Regions from separate parts of the Gossypium raimondii genome. Here region 2 is linked to region 1. The links are chromatin contacts, called in public Hi-C maps. All regions are on one chromosome and are shown on one strand. The core of a region is the stretch at or near the end of the contact, and the rest is flanking DNA. Distances in the headings are between cores, read along the strand shown.

What was found. A called contact is a pair of places that touch in the nucleus more often than the background predicts.
Region 2: a Hi-C map of leaf shows a contact between it and region 1, with 3 times the contacts expected there. The contact joins the promoter of LOC105794318 here to the promoter of LOC105794315 in region 1. A contact is called at or near these places in 2 of 2 Hi-C or Micro-C datasets (both in leaf).

What each region holds. Positions count from the first base shown.
Region 1 is chr3:41,949,132-41,955,731 of ASM2569854v1, reverse strand. It overlaps LOC105794315 (pentatricopeptide repeat-containing protein At1g51965, mitochondrial), which reads left to right and starts at 4,072. Exons shown (of 4, transcript XR_008194465.1): 1 at 4,072-4,954; 2 at 5,439-6,600.
Region 2 is chr3:42,119,375-42,126,013 of ASM2569854v1, reverse strand. It overlaps LOC105794318 (vacuolar fusion protein CCZ1 homolog B), which reads left to right and starts at 4,728. Exons shown (of 10, transcript XM_012623450.2): 1 at 4,728-4,837; 2 at 4,945-5,153; 3 at 5,265-5,358; 4 at 5,631-5,814; 5 at 6,061-6,170. The coding sequence starts at 4,972.

The DNA.
Region 1 (6,600 bases), core at 2,823-5,322:
ATGCTATAGTAGTAATATATAAAACATTTAAGCCTTAGGACCCAAACACTTTTAAACCATAAAAATTCATTGTAAAGATTTAAGGAAAGAGCACGGTTTAACGGATACATTTTTAGTTACAAAATATTGTTCTTTAAATTTCAAGCCTTGATGCCACCCTTATTTGTCATGAATAATACAAAATCACTATAATCATCACACAGTTTGTATCCTCTAGCGTAGTCTTTAAAGGTTCTTTTATTTCTTCAGTGGTCCTGAGAAGGGAAGATAAATGGATTAAGTTCATCGAACTTAGTGAGTTCCAGAGAAAACATTATGATATTTATACATTACACATACAAAATGACTCTTCTTGTAACAACTTATTTTTAGTGGTGTCGAAAATAGTAATTTTGAGACCACAATTTCGATAAGTGAGTCAGTGTTTTATAATTTATTTAATATTTATATGATTATTACAGTTTCGTATTAAAATTTGGTTTGAAAATTTTAACGTTTATATAGTTAATTAAATAAAAGGACTAAATCATAAAAACTTCAAAAGTCAATTGCTATTAGTCAATTGTATTAAATGAATATTAATTCATGATTTGTAGGCTTTAAAATGGAATTAGACCATTAATAGAAATAATGGATGGTTTAGTTCATCATTTGGTTATATGTTAAGGTTAATTATAAGGGTAAAATAGTAAATTAGTAAATAAGAAAAGATAAACTAAAATAAAACAAAATCATCATCATCATCTTCATTAGCTTACCGCTGAATAGGGAGAAAGAAGAAAAAGATCGTAGTTGAAGTAAAAGGTTCGACCGAGCAAGGTTTTGTGCATATAAGTGATTTTATCTCATTATTAGTGATTTTATGTTTTTGTCCCCATGCCCAAAATTGCATGGTCTTGTCGTCCACATGGATAATTTGTGCATGGTCATCTTTTATTTATTTAAATCATGTTTCCATATACTACCTACATAGTGAAAAATACATACATTAATAAATTAACATGAATTAATATAAAATATGCATGAAAATCATGTCTAAAATTACTAATTAAGTAAAATTCACTTATTTCGATAATTATTACTCGAGATAAACATAATAATTAAGTAAAAAGGTGGTAAAAACATATAGAAAACCCTATATAATTTCGAGTTTACATCAGTGCCCCAAAATATGTACATGCAGGAACAAAAGAACCATGGACGTGCGGTGCTACGTAGTGCGGTGCTTGTAAGAAAACACGGGGTTAGTGAAATGAATAAGAATAAGTGGAGTTAATTGACCGAGATATTGTGTAGACATAGACGGCGGTTCTTTGGTCGGAGTCGATGACGAACCCATCGTGTGACCGTGTCTGGCCTTACATTGCTGGGGTGGTCGTCGTTGCCTCTTCTAATGAAGGTGCCTACTCCTCGCCTCCACCGATAGTAGATACAACATTCTGGCGACTTGAACCATGACATGTACTCTAAACAGGCCACAGTGTCTGTTGAGAAAAATGGTTCATGGAAGGGTAAGAATTCCATCCTACGATCCCAAATGTCTATGTAGTCCTTGTGAATCTCTTTCCAGTCCTCGTCATTCTCCCCTTGAAGGTCCACATTGTGCAACTTATTTATGTGTCGCAATGGCAGCTGAATTTTTTGCCTCCATCTGAATTGCCGCATCACTCGATCTGATTCGTATATTTCCACCATCGTGTACACTATCAACGGCACCTTCGCGTCCTACATCCTCTGACTGGCCAACAATTCTGGTGAGATGTAATTTATGATATCGGTGTCGGCATATGACATCCATTCAAACTGAAGTGAACAAGTAAATTCTGTTATCTACAAAATTTTATTTTACAAATCATTGCATAATTAATATATGTTTGAAAGAGTAAGTAGCTAATATCAACTTTTGAGCGTTGATCTAACAACAACCTAATATCTTTCAGTTGGTCGGGTAGTCCCACGTAACTCGGCCCATGGTTCTACCTGTATAAGCGATATGTTAGTTCAAACATATAATAAATAAAAACAATTATTATACAAACTACGTATTTATTAACAAATAATTTTACCTTGTCACCAACATGAACTTGTATGGGTTGCTCATTCAGGGATGTAGAAACGGTAGTCGCCACCAATCCTACAACTACAGCAGGAAAAGGCAACCACCGATTGAGATCATATTTGATTTCGTCGCCTGACACAACTCCTGGTACAACGTGGCCAACACGACGATCCCCAACCCAATTTTTCACATTCTTTGAAGTCCACTAAGTGTAGTAGTCACCTTATGTGCACCAAATTTCGAGATTTATCAGACATTAAAATGCCCCTGATTGATCTTAGAATGAATGCTCGGGCGTATTATCCTTTGACCATATTGGTTGCGTGCGGAGGAAGCTTCTTGAAATTGGTCTCCAACCACTTCATCTGTATCCAGCCACCTTCGAACGAGTTCAAGACCTTGCCCAATAATGTCGCGTAGAGGTCTTCTTTACTGAGAACTATCGTTGATTCCATGACAACTGACCCATCCACCAGTAGACTGAGTTATAACTCTACGTCCTCGAGTGTGATTGTACACTCGCCGCATATAAGATAGAAAGTGTGTGTTTCGGGCCTCCATTTTCCCACCAACTTTCTGATGAGTGTAGGATCGAGTTTGCATCCCCCAAGCATACAAGATGTATCAAGAATCCCGCCTCTTGCAAGTAACCACAAAGTTCGGTGATTGGAGGCATTGCCAAATTATGTATGATCCCTTCCAAAACAGGATCATTCACCTATTTATAAAAGACAAAAAAATTATTTTAAAATATTAAAAAAATTAAACTTAATTGAAAATAACGAAATTTAAAATTTCATCTTACCATTACTACTTGAGCGGCGAAAATGTGTTTCTCATCGAAACAAATTAAAGAGGTTTTCATTTGTGAAAACTTAATCTGAATGAATAAAATACAGAATAATTAAAAAACTAATATTTTTAAACGAGAATATCGAAAAGTTTAGAATAAGAGCTTGTGAAAATCGAGAGAATTTAGAGAGTTGAGAGAATAGAAAGATTTGAGAGAATAGGATGTGAGTGAAATAAAGTAAAATTTGGTGGTATTTATAGAGAAAAATTTTGGACCATTTGGCATTTAATTTTTTTTACTATTGGAATTAACCATTGGGGGAAACGCACACTGTTTCCAGCCAAGATGTAGAAAGCGCACTCAGTTGGACGCGCTTTCCTTTTCTCTCTTAAAAAATGACCTATTTCTTTAATTTTTGAAAAAAAAGACCTAAAACCCTGATTTAAAAGAAGACATATACCGCTAAATTAGCCAGTAAAATAATTCAATTAATTGAACGGAAAATTAAGTGATGTAAGTAAAAGTGAGCAAAATCTAATTTGATTCTAAAACTCGATAAAAAATTAAATTTTGAATTAGATAGTTCGAGTTATTTGAGTTAATCAAGTTATTTGAATCAACTCAAATAAAAATTAAGTTTTTCTATTTAACTTGAATATGAATTACACAATTTGAGTTATCCAAAATCAATAAGAAAAGGCAAAAGTACATCGTTTTGATAAATATTTACCTTTTCAAAGTTAAAAGCCAAAACCATTAAGTTAAAAGGCAAAACTACTTTGTTATCGTTTTGATAAATATTTACCTTTTCAAAGTTAAAAGCCAAAACCATTAAGTTAAAAGGCAAAACTACATTGTTTTGATAAATGTTTACTCATTAAGTTGAAAGTCAAAACCATTATATTATTTATGTAGTTAAATAATATTGTACTTCGTCTACTAGTTAAATAATCTATCCATGTAAACACAATATTTTGTATAAATAATAAGATTCGTTAACTCGACTAGAGATTTTTTGACTTGATTCGATTTGATTTGAAAAAAATTCAAATTGAATTCAATTTCTAAAATACAATTCATCAACTCGATTAAATTAAAATTTTTTAACTCAATTCAACTCGACTCGACTCGACTCGACTTGACTCGATCGAATACTCACGTACATGTATTTAAAAACCATTGCTTTCGAATTTTAACAGACCAAAATTTTGTAGTCACTGTTTAGATGTTGTCCTAAAGAGTCCTTGATCTTGACTCTTGGAGTTCATTTTTCACTCAATTTTTTGAACCAAAAAAGCGAAGAACCGTTGTAGAGCGAATCGTAAGTGGCGCAATAATAATCCTCCGTGATGCACCGTCCCAACCGCCGCCGATTCCACCACATTATAACCAGTAGCCGCCGCCACTACGCGACCAAATACATAGCCAAAATAACCTCAACTTCCCCGGGCGGTCGCTCCCTCTCCGCCGAAGTCTCCCTTCCTACCGTCGTCACCGACTCTCGCGGCTACCCGATCCCACGCTACCAACTCATCTGCAAAGTGACACACATCCTCACCAAATCCCAATCCCAATCCCAATCCAACCCTTTCGCCGATCTCTCACAGTACCTTTCGTCCCTCTCCCCAACCCTCACCACCGATGAAGCCTCCCTCATTCTCAAATCCCTAAGCTGCCCTTCCCTCGCCTTGAAATTCTTCCACTTTTGCTCCTCCCTGTCCCCCAATTTCCGCCACGACCCATTCACCTATTCTCGTCTCTTCCTCATCCTCTCCAAATCCTTGCGCCCCGATCGCTTCAACACCGTACGGTCGCTCCTCGATGACATGGAAAAGTCCGGCATACGTGGAAACATCTCCACTGTCAATATCCTTATAGGGTTTTTCGGGAACACTGAGGATTTGGGCACGTGTATGAGGCTAGTGAAGAAATGGGAGTTGAATATGAATGCTTACACTTATAAGTGCTTGGTTCAAGCTTACTTAAGGTCATTTGACTCAGGGAAAGCGTTTTCGGTTTATGGGGAGATGAAGAGGAAAGGTTACAAGTTAGATGTCTTTGGTTATAACATGTTGTTGAATGCTTTGGCGAAGGATGGGAAGGTTTGATCTTTATTTTAGTCTCTTCTTAATTGATTGATATGTTCTTACAAATTCGATTTGGTTTTCTTTTGACTACTGCTTAATGGTTTGTTTTGGTTTTCTGATTTCAAGTATTTTGGGGTTTAAAAGCAAATCCTGTGGTAGATTGTAAAAGCATAGATTCAAGGCTCATTTTCTTGGTGTTTTTGTTACTTCCTTTTTGCTACTTATTATCTGCGTTTACTTCTTAAACAGTTACTTGAACAGCAAATCTAAATTAATTGACTAAAAATGAATTAAGTACTAAAATGTAACACTATTTTGAACATGATTGTCTTACGTAGAAGTAAAATATTGCACTTCTTTCTCTAGATTTGATAATTATGGTATTTACTTTTACATTTTGCATCAGAACATGTTTCCCCCCTTTAAATATATATATTGTTACTGAATGCATCCATTTCAAGTGCCTTGAAGTGCTAATCTGATCTGCAGCATTTGACAGGTTGATCAGACGTACATGGTTTTTGAAGACATGAAAAGAAAGCATTGTGTGCCGGATGATTATACGTACACAATTATGATGAAAATGAATGGAAAACTTGGTAGATGTGATGAATCACTGAAACTTTTTGATGAAATGGTGTCAAATGGCTGTTCTCTTAATTCGATTACTTATAATACTGTGATTCAGGCACTAGCCAATGGGCGGATGGTTGACAAGGTTATTAGCCTCTTCCGTGAAATGGTCGAGAATGGTTGTCGGCCCAGTGAATTTACATACAGTGTGATTCTAAATGTTTTGGTTGTGGAAGGGCGACTTAATAAACTAGATGAAGTTATTGAAATATCAAAGAAATATATGAGTAAGTCAATATATGCATATCTTGTAAGGACATTGAGTAAGCTGGGTCATGCTAGCGAGGCTCACCGGTTATTTTGCAACATGTGGAACTTTCACAATAAGGGAGACAAGGATGCATATGTTTCAATGTTGGAAAGCCTTTGTAGTGCTGGTAAAACAACTGAGGCAATTGATCTGCTAAGTAAGATTAAGGAAAAGGGAATCAATAGTGATGCATTCATGTATAACATGGTATTTTCTGCACTTGGTAGGCTAAAGCAAATATCCCATCTTCATGACCTTTATGAAAAGATGAAACAGCAGGGTCCTTCACCCGATATATTTACTTACAATATTCTAATCTGTAGCTTTGGAAGGGCTGGGAAAGTTGATGAGGCTATCAAAACCTTTGAGGAACTCGAGAAAAGTGATTGTAAACCTGATATTGTATCGTATAATTCTTTGATCAATTGCCTCGGGAAAAATGGTAATATTGATGAAGCTCACATGAGGTTCAAGGAGATGCAAGAGAAAGGATTAAATCCAGATGTTGTAACATACAGCACACTCATTGAGTGCTTTGGCAAAACAGATAAAGTTGAGATGGCTTGTGCACTATTCGATGAAATGTTTGCTGCGGGCTGTTGTCCAAACATTGTGACATACAACATTTTACTCGACTGTCTTGAGAAAACTGGCAGGACTGCGCAGGCAGTAGATCTGTATACAAAACTTAAACAGCAGGGGTTAACACCTGATTCAATTACATACGCGGTGCTTGAACGGCTACAAAGTGGGCCACAAAAGAAATTTAGAGTTCGGA
Region 2 (6,639 bases), core at 3,479-5,978, 170 kb before region 1:
TAGAATGCTAAAAGCATATTAAAATTCTCGGAAATTATTCATTTATATGAATTGAAATAATTGAACATATGTGGTAAATTTGACTTAGTCAATAGTAGTTGAAAGAGGATGATAAAATGATCCAAAATACATATTTATATTTTTATAGAAGGATTATGATTAAAGTTTGCTATTATTATTGTTGAAACTCCTGAAGAGATCAAAATATATTTTCCCCAAAATTTCCCTCACTCATGATTTTCGAAAGAATGGTGATATAAAGGCTTAGCAATACATTCAAATAGTCATTTGAAAAACTAGTATTCAAAATTGAATACGTAGAATATGAGAAAGTATGTGATGTTTTCATGAGGAGGAGTAAATACGTGTTGTACTCTTTTTCCCTTAACCGAGGTTTTGTCCCTATCGAAACCACTTTTTTAAAAAACAAAAATTTAGTCGTCGACTTATTAAAATGAAAAATTGGAGTCGCCACCGATCTTTTAATGAGGTGTGATCGGATCACCTTGAAAAACGATTTGAAGTCTACGAACTTTGAGAAAATAAGCTCAGGAGTCGATTACGCACGAGGAAGGGTTAGCACCCTCGTAACGCCCAAAATTGGTATCGAATTGATTGTTTAATGTCTTAGTGTCGAGATTTTGAAAATATTTTAAAATACGATTCTTTTATCTTGAATAAAATGAATTAGATGATGAGACTCACTTATTTCAAAGAAATAAATTGTCACACTCAGTAAGTTAGAGTGCAACATTTTAAATCCTCAAAATTAAGTTTACGTCTTGACTTTTAAAACCTATGCATTTTGAGAAGGATATCTGATTGTTTGGGTCAAATAAGAAAATCAAAACCCCGTAAGTTAGGGTTCGATTTCACAAAATTCCTAAATATCGAATATTGCCTTTATTTTTATTTTTTAAAAGAATCCTCGTCTCGAGAAAACAATATGTTATATTCAATGCGTTAGGATACAACGTATCAAATTCCCGAGAATGAGCTTTTTATTTGTGTGTCTTGATTAAAGAATAAACTCGATTATTTAGAATCGACGAGGAAAATTGGAACCCAATACGTTAGGGCTCAATTCTTTCGAAGATCTTGGATACCGAGTATTTTGAAGATTTATGTGCAAAACGATTTTGACATTTTTCTAAACAAATGTAATGCGATTGAATGGTAGTGCATAATTCAAAATGATAATTCGTAAATTACGATACATGCTAGTGAACGATAAATCATCAAATAATGTAAACAAGCAATGGATAAATTCAAACATGAATAGCAACAATAATCTCGGTCATACAACATTCAAAAATTAAATGAGTTACTAATCAATTTTTTAAGATACACTAAATGCAATAGCAAGAGAAGAAATCATAATCGAATAAATTATACGTACAAAAGTTTTAAAATAATATATATATGTATATATAAATATGAAATAGACTCAAAATAGAGTTTAAAATAAACACTAGATAGAATGATAGTATTTAGATGAATTTTGTAATAAATATTATGCAAGAAGAAAATTTAAAATATATGCAATAATATACATGTGTTAATTTAAAATAAGTAATACATAATTGGATTAAATAATAATACACAAGAAATTTTAAAACAAATGTATAATAAATCCAAAGTGGTAATATAATTTTATTTATAACATAAAATAATACTACATAAAAATACGTAATGAAACTAATTATTAATATATGATGGTAATTCAAAACTTAAAGTAATAATATAAATAACAAAATAATAATATATGTAAATAGGTAAATAAACGTATAAACTAATATAAATAATAATACTAATAGTTATAGTAGCATTAATAATAATAACAATAATAATAAAAATAGTTAAGTACTTAAAAAACATAAAGGGGACTAAATCGAAAATTAAAACCAAATTTAAGGGAAAGACAACACAATTAGAAATATCTAAGGGCTGTGTCAAAACATGCGCGTAATATTAGGGACCAAAAAGGGAAATAATCCCGTGCCCTCAAAATGCAGCATTGCATGTGGACTAAGATGAAATCCGTAGGAAAATAGACGACCCAATTTAAAGAAACAACAGAAACTAGGTTGAACCAAAGCGCAAAGCAAATAACCCCACCAATACTAGGACGCGCGGATCTAATCCGCTTCGGGTCGGATCATTGGGTTATAGGATTGAACGACACTGTTTTGAGGGTATTGAAACAAACCTCAAACGATGTCATTTTACATGGCCCTTATAAATAAAAAAGAAAATGTTTCAGCCATTTTGAATCAAAGAAAACCCTAGCCGCTCTCCATTTAAAAACTTGGCCATCCGAACACCGATTAATCTCCGCCCAGACTCCGACGGCGATGGAGGGAGCGAAGACCCAACGGCGCTGTTAAAAGGTAATTTCTCGCTTTTTATTTTATATCTATCCTTATATATGTATATATGATAAAAAAACTGAAAAAGAAAGAAATATGAATTGGAAAAAGAACAGAATGAAAAAAAGAAAGAGAAAAAAAACCTTGTTTTCAATTTTTTCTTTTTGTATTTATTTCGTGTGTGTCCCCCTTACAAATTCTGGAAAATGGCTTTATATAGCCGAAGATAAAACGAAATAAAAATTACAACAAAATATATTTCGCTCTTTTGTATTTGCTGCTGTTTTCTGTTCGTTTTTGCTTGTTTGCTTGTGTGCAGGTACGGCCGTACGGAGCAATGGGAGTGGAGGCATGGCACGTGGCGGTGGCGCACGTGCGAGGGAAGGCCCTGGTGGCTGTGATGCTGAAGGCTTGTTGTGGCTGCTAGGGTTTCGGCGTTTGGGGAATGTTTTGGGCTAGGTTGGGCTGGATTAGGCTTTGGGCTAGTCTAGTGTTTGGGTTGTTTAGGTATTGGGCTTGCTGATATGATTTGAGTTTATTATTTTTTGGCTTGTAACTATGGCCTGATGGACTTTTAATAATTTTTTGTTTTTATTTATAAAATTGGGCTGGGCAAATTGGGTATTACAGTTCCATTAGGTTTTCCTGATAAGGTTTTTAATGAGGTAGCATATTATACGTATTATAGATTCTCTACTCTTTTTCCTTCATTAGGTTTTTATCCCATAGGGTTTTTCCTAATAAGGTTTTAATGAGGCACATTATATACCAATGGACATTCAATGGGGAGTGTTATGAATATCTTATTAAGTGGATGTCCATCATGATCAAGATAAATTTTTGGTGTACTTTAAATTCTAATAGTTAATAGAATTAGATCTTTACTTCTTTTATACTTCTTATGCCTATAAATAGAGACTCTAATGAAGCATTGTAATCATCCCTTTCGTTCAATAAAGTATATCATCTATTGCTTTTATATTTTCTTTTATTCTTTATTCTCTCAATCTCTCTTTATTTATAACATAATTGTCTTTTTTTGTTACACAAAAGTAATATTTTCAGAATTGAACCGGTGGTTAAATTAATTAGACAATCGATTCATGTTTCAATCAGTTCATTCGGTTTAATTGAATAAATTTATTAAAGATATAAAAGAGGAAAAAAAAAGAAGGAAAAATTGGTTCACTCAACTTGATCGTCAATTCAATTGGTCTAATCGATTCAACTGATTCACGGTTAATCGATCTGATCCCTTATTTAGGACCTATACCCCGATCGACTCCCGAATCAACTGGTTGGTCTAATTCTAAAAACGATGCATAAAAATTATAATTATCAAGGTACTTGATTTTTATAAATATATAAAAGGATTAACAACAAAAATTCAATCCTAAAAAATAATATCTAATTTAGTAACACTTAATTTTTTTTAAATTTATCAATAGTACCTAACTTCCAAGGTATCTATACGACTCACTCCGTAATAAAACTATTAAAATACCCTCTCAAATGTAAATATATATATAAGGGTGTGTTTGTGTTTCTATATAATAAATTCATAAAAATTTGATTATAATAATATATGAACCTAAAATACCATACATGATAAATATTTAACTTTATTATTATAACCAAAGCATCAACTATTTTTATATAGATTTTAATAGATATATATATTTTAATTATTTTCACTCACGTGCCATTAATCTAGTTTATTATAGGTTTGAATGAGAAAGATTGAAAAATCAAAATTGATCTAAATTGTAATGTTTGAACGGTTTATGAAATACAAATTAAAAATTGTGGTTACTCAAACCAGATCAATTCTAGTTTTTATTTAATTTATAATTAAATCTAATTTTATGATATAAAAATAAAAAATATTTAAAATAGTCAAAATTATTTAAGAGTTTTGTATAAAAATATGTATTGATTATTGTTTATTTACTTGAAAAATTATTCTTTAAAATTTATCAAATAATATTAAAAATCATAAAAATAACTTTAATTTCTCAAAATAAGTCTAAAAATAAAAAGCTATATAAAAACTAAAAATCAAATCAAATTATAATGGTAAGTGAAAAATGTAAAAAATCCAATTAAACCTAATTAATATGTGATTGTCCCTCCCAATAATTTTGTCTTCAAGATTCGAGTTTAAGTCTTTTCCTTAATGTACCTTATCATCACACTCAACTAATTCTTAGTTAGCTTTTGATAATTTAAATTTAAGCAATTTGGAAAGAGTGGTTGTAGGCTTTAGGCTCCAAACTTGATGCCCAACTCAAATTGGGCTTTACCATGAAAGCCCAAAAGTTCCCCTTTTTTTAATTTAATTTTTAATCATTAACTAACAATTACTCCTTCCACCTACGATTCAAAGTTCATCTCCAAACCGCAAGTCTACTCGCTCTTGTTCTTTGGCTACTGAGGATCTGAGAAGCTTCGTCGCCAAATTTTACAGAGTAAGTGTTTTGGCATCTCACTGTCGCTTTTTCTTAATTTTTCTTTCCTATTAATTGTGTAGCTTTTTTTGCGTTCCAATCTTCCTTTTTCTGTTTATTTCAATCAGGTTCATTGAAACAAATTAGCTAGTTTCATGGGTTTGTCGTCTATTGGCACTGCTACTGAAGGCATGCAACTCTGCATATTTGATTTGAGAAGAGGCCAACACGAAGGGCAAGAACTTGATAAAATTTTATACTTCTTTCCTCCTGATTTGCCCTTTTCGACTCAACTCTCTGTGATTGGGCTCAGCGAAGGGCTTATTACATTCACGCGGTTAGTACTAAGGAACCCCTTTCGTGATCCATCGTGTTCAGTTTAAGATTAGAACAAAGTTTCTTTGTTTAGCTAGTTCTTTTTACAAAAAAATTCGAGTTTTTTCTGCAGAATTTTCTCTCCGGAGGCTGCTTGCGAGGTTATAGAGGCAGAGAGGCACTCTCATGTCTTTTACGAGGCAGAGCCAGATATTTGGATGGTTATGGTATGAATGTAGTTGTGACTATCTAGTGTGATATATATTTTTTCTATGTCCATTTGCTTCTGAATGATAATTTTAGGCATAGATGTACAAATGTTTGGTTATTGGTGTCAATAGATTGTCTTGAAATCTTGAAACCTTGTTTAGACATGTTCCGTTAATTACCAGCATTTTGTTGGAAAAAGAGTAAAGTACATATATCTTGGTCAATCTGTAAAAATTTTTTCCCTTGATGGGAAAGTCTGATGTCTGATATCTGCTATTTATTGTTATAGATAGTGGAGAAAAGTAAGGAGCCGGAAGCCATATGGCGGATTGATGCATTAAGAGAGGTTCTCAAGGAAATTCACTCTCTTTTCATGATGTTTCATGGATCTATTAGAGCTTTGCTTGACAAAGAACCTGGCGGAGGACTAACTCGTGCTCATTTATACCCTTTCATCATGGATTATCTAAGAGGTAAGTTATGAAATTTTATGTCTGCTTGAAACTTGTGCTAAGTTTATTGTTATTTTGTCTTTTATTCAAAATATTTCATTGCAAGTCACTAATTGTCAGCATGTCAAAAGCTGTCTCCCTTGGATGAGTGCTGCTGGGGTAATGCTGAAGTTGCTGTATCAAATGGCTTTATCTGGATTTGTGCTTCCAAGTCTTGCTGAAGTAGCTATATCTCATACCTTATGTATAACTTTTATTTTGAGGCAGATTTTCTGGTTGGGAAGAAACTCCTGTTGCCATCATTCCGTGACTGTTTAAAGGAACGAAGGACTGTACAGATGCTAACTGTAGGACGAGAGGCTGCAATTGAAGTTCAGGTTTGTGTTAAGAATTTGTGTGCATGCGTGTGTGTTTTGGCAGTTATCATGTGTAGTTGAATTGCCAAAATTCTTTCACATTTTCCATAATAAGTGGTTTAAAGTTCCTACCTCCGATGAAGAAACTTATATTATGGTAGTTTCGAGTTATGTACCCTTGGAACTAAAATACTAGTGACTGGATATTAGCATACTGAATAACTGATAATAGATAGTTTCTATGCTCGAATGAATCTGCTCTGCTTTATATTTGAAGTGATAATGTAGTTTGAATTTGAGGTCTGGTGCCATCATTACTCTGTATCTACTGAACCATCAAACGACATATTTCCACTTGTGTAAAAGTTTCCCATATATTGTTCCTATCGTAGATTTCTAAGTTCTTGCTATATAATTAGAGCAAAGTGACACTATATTATATATTGTCGTTGTTTGTAAATTGTCTAGATTTTTTCTCTTTTCAGTGGGC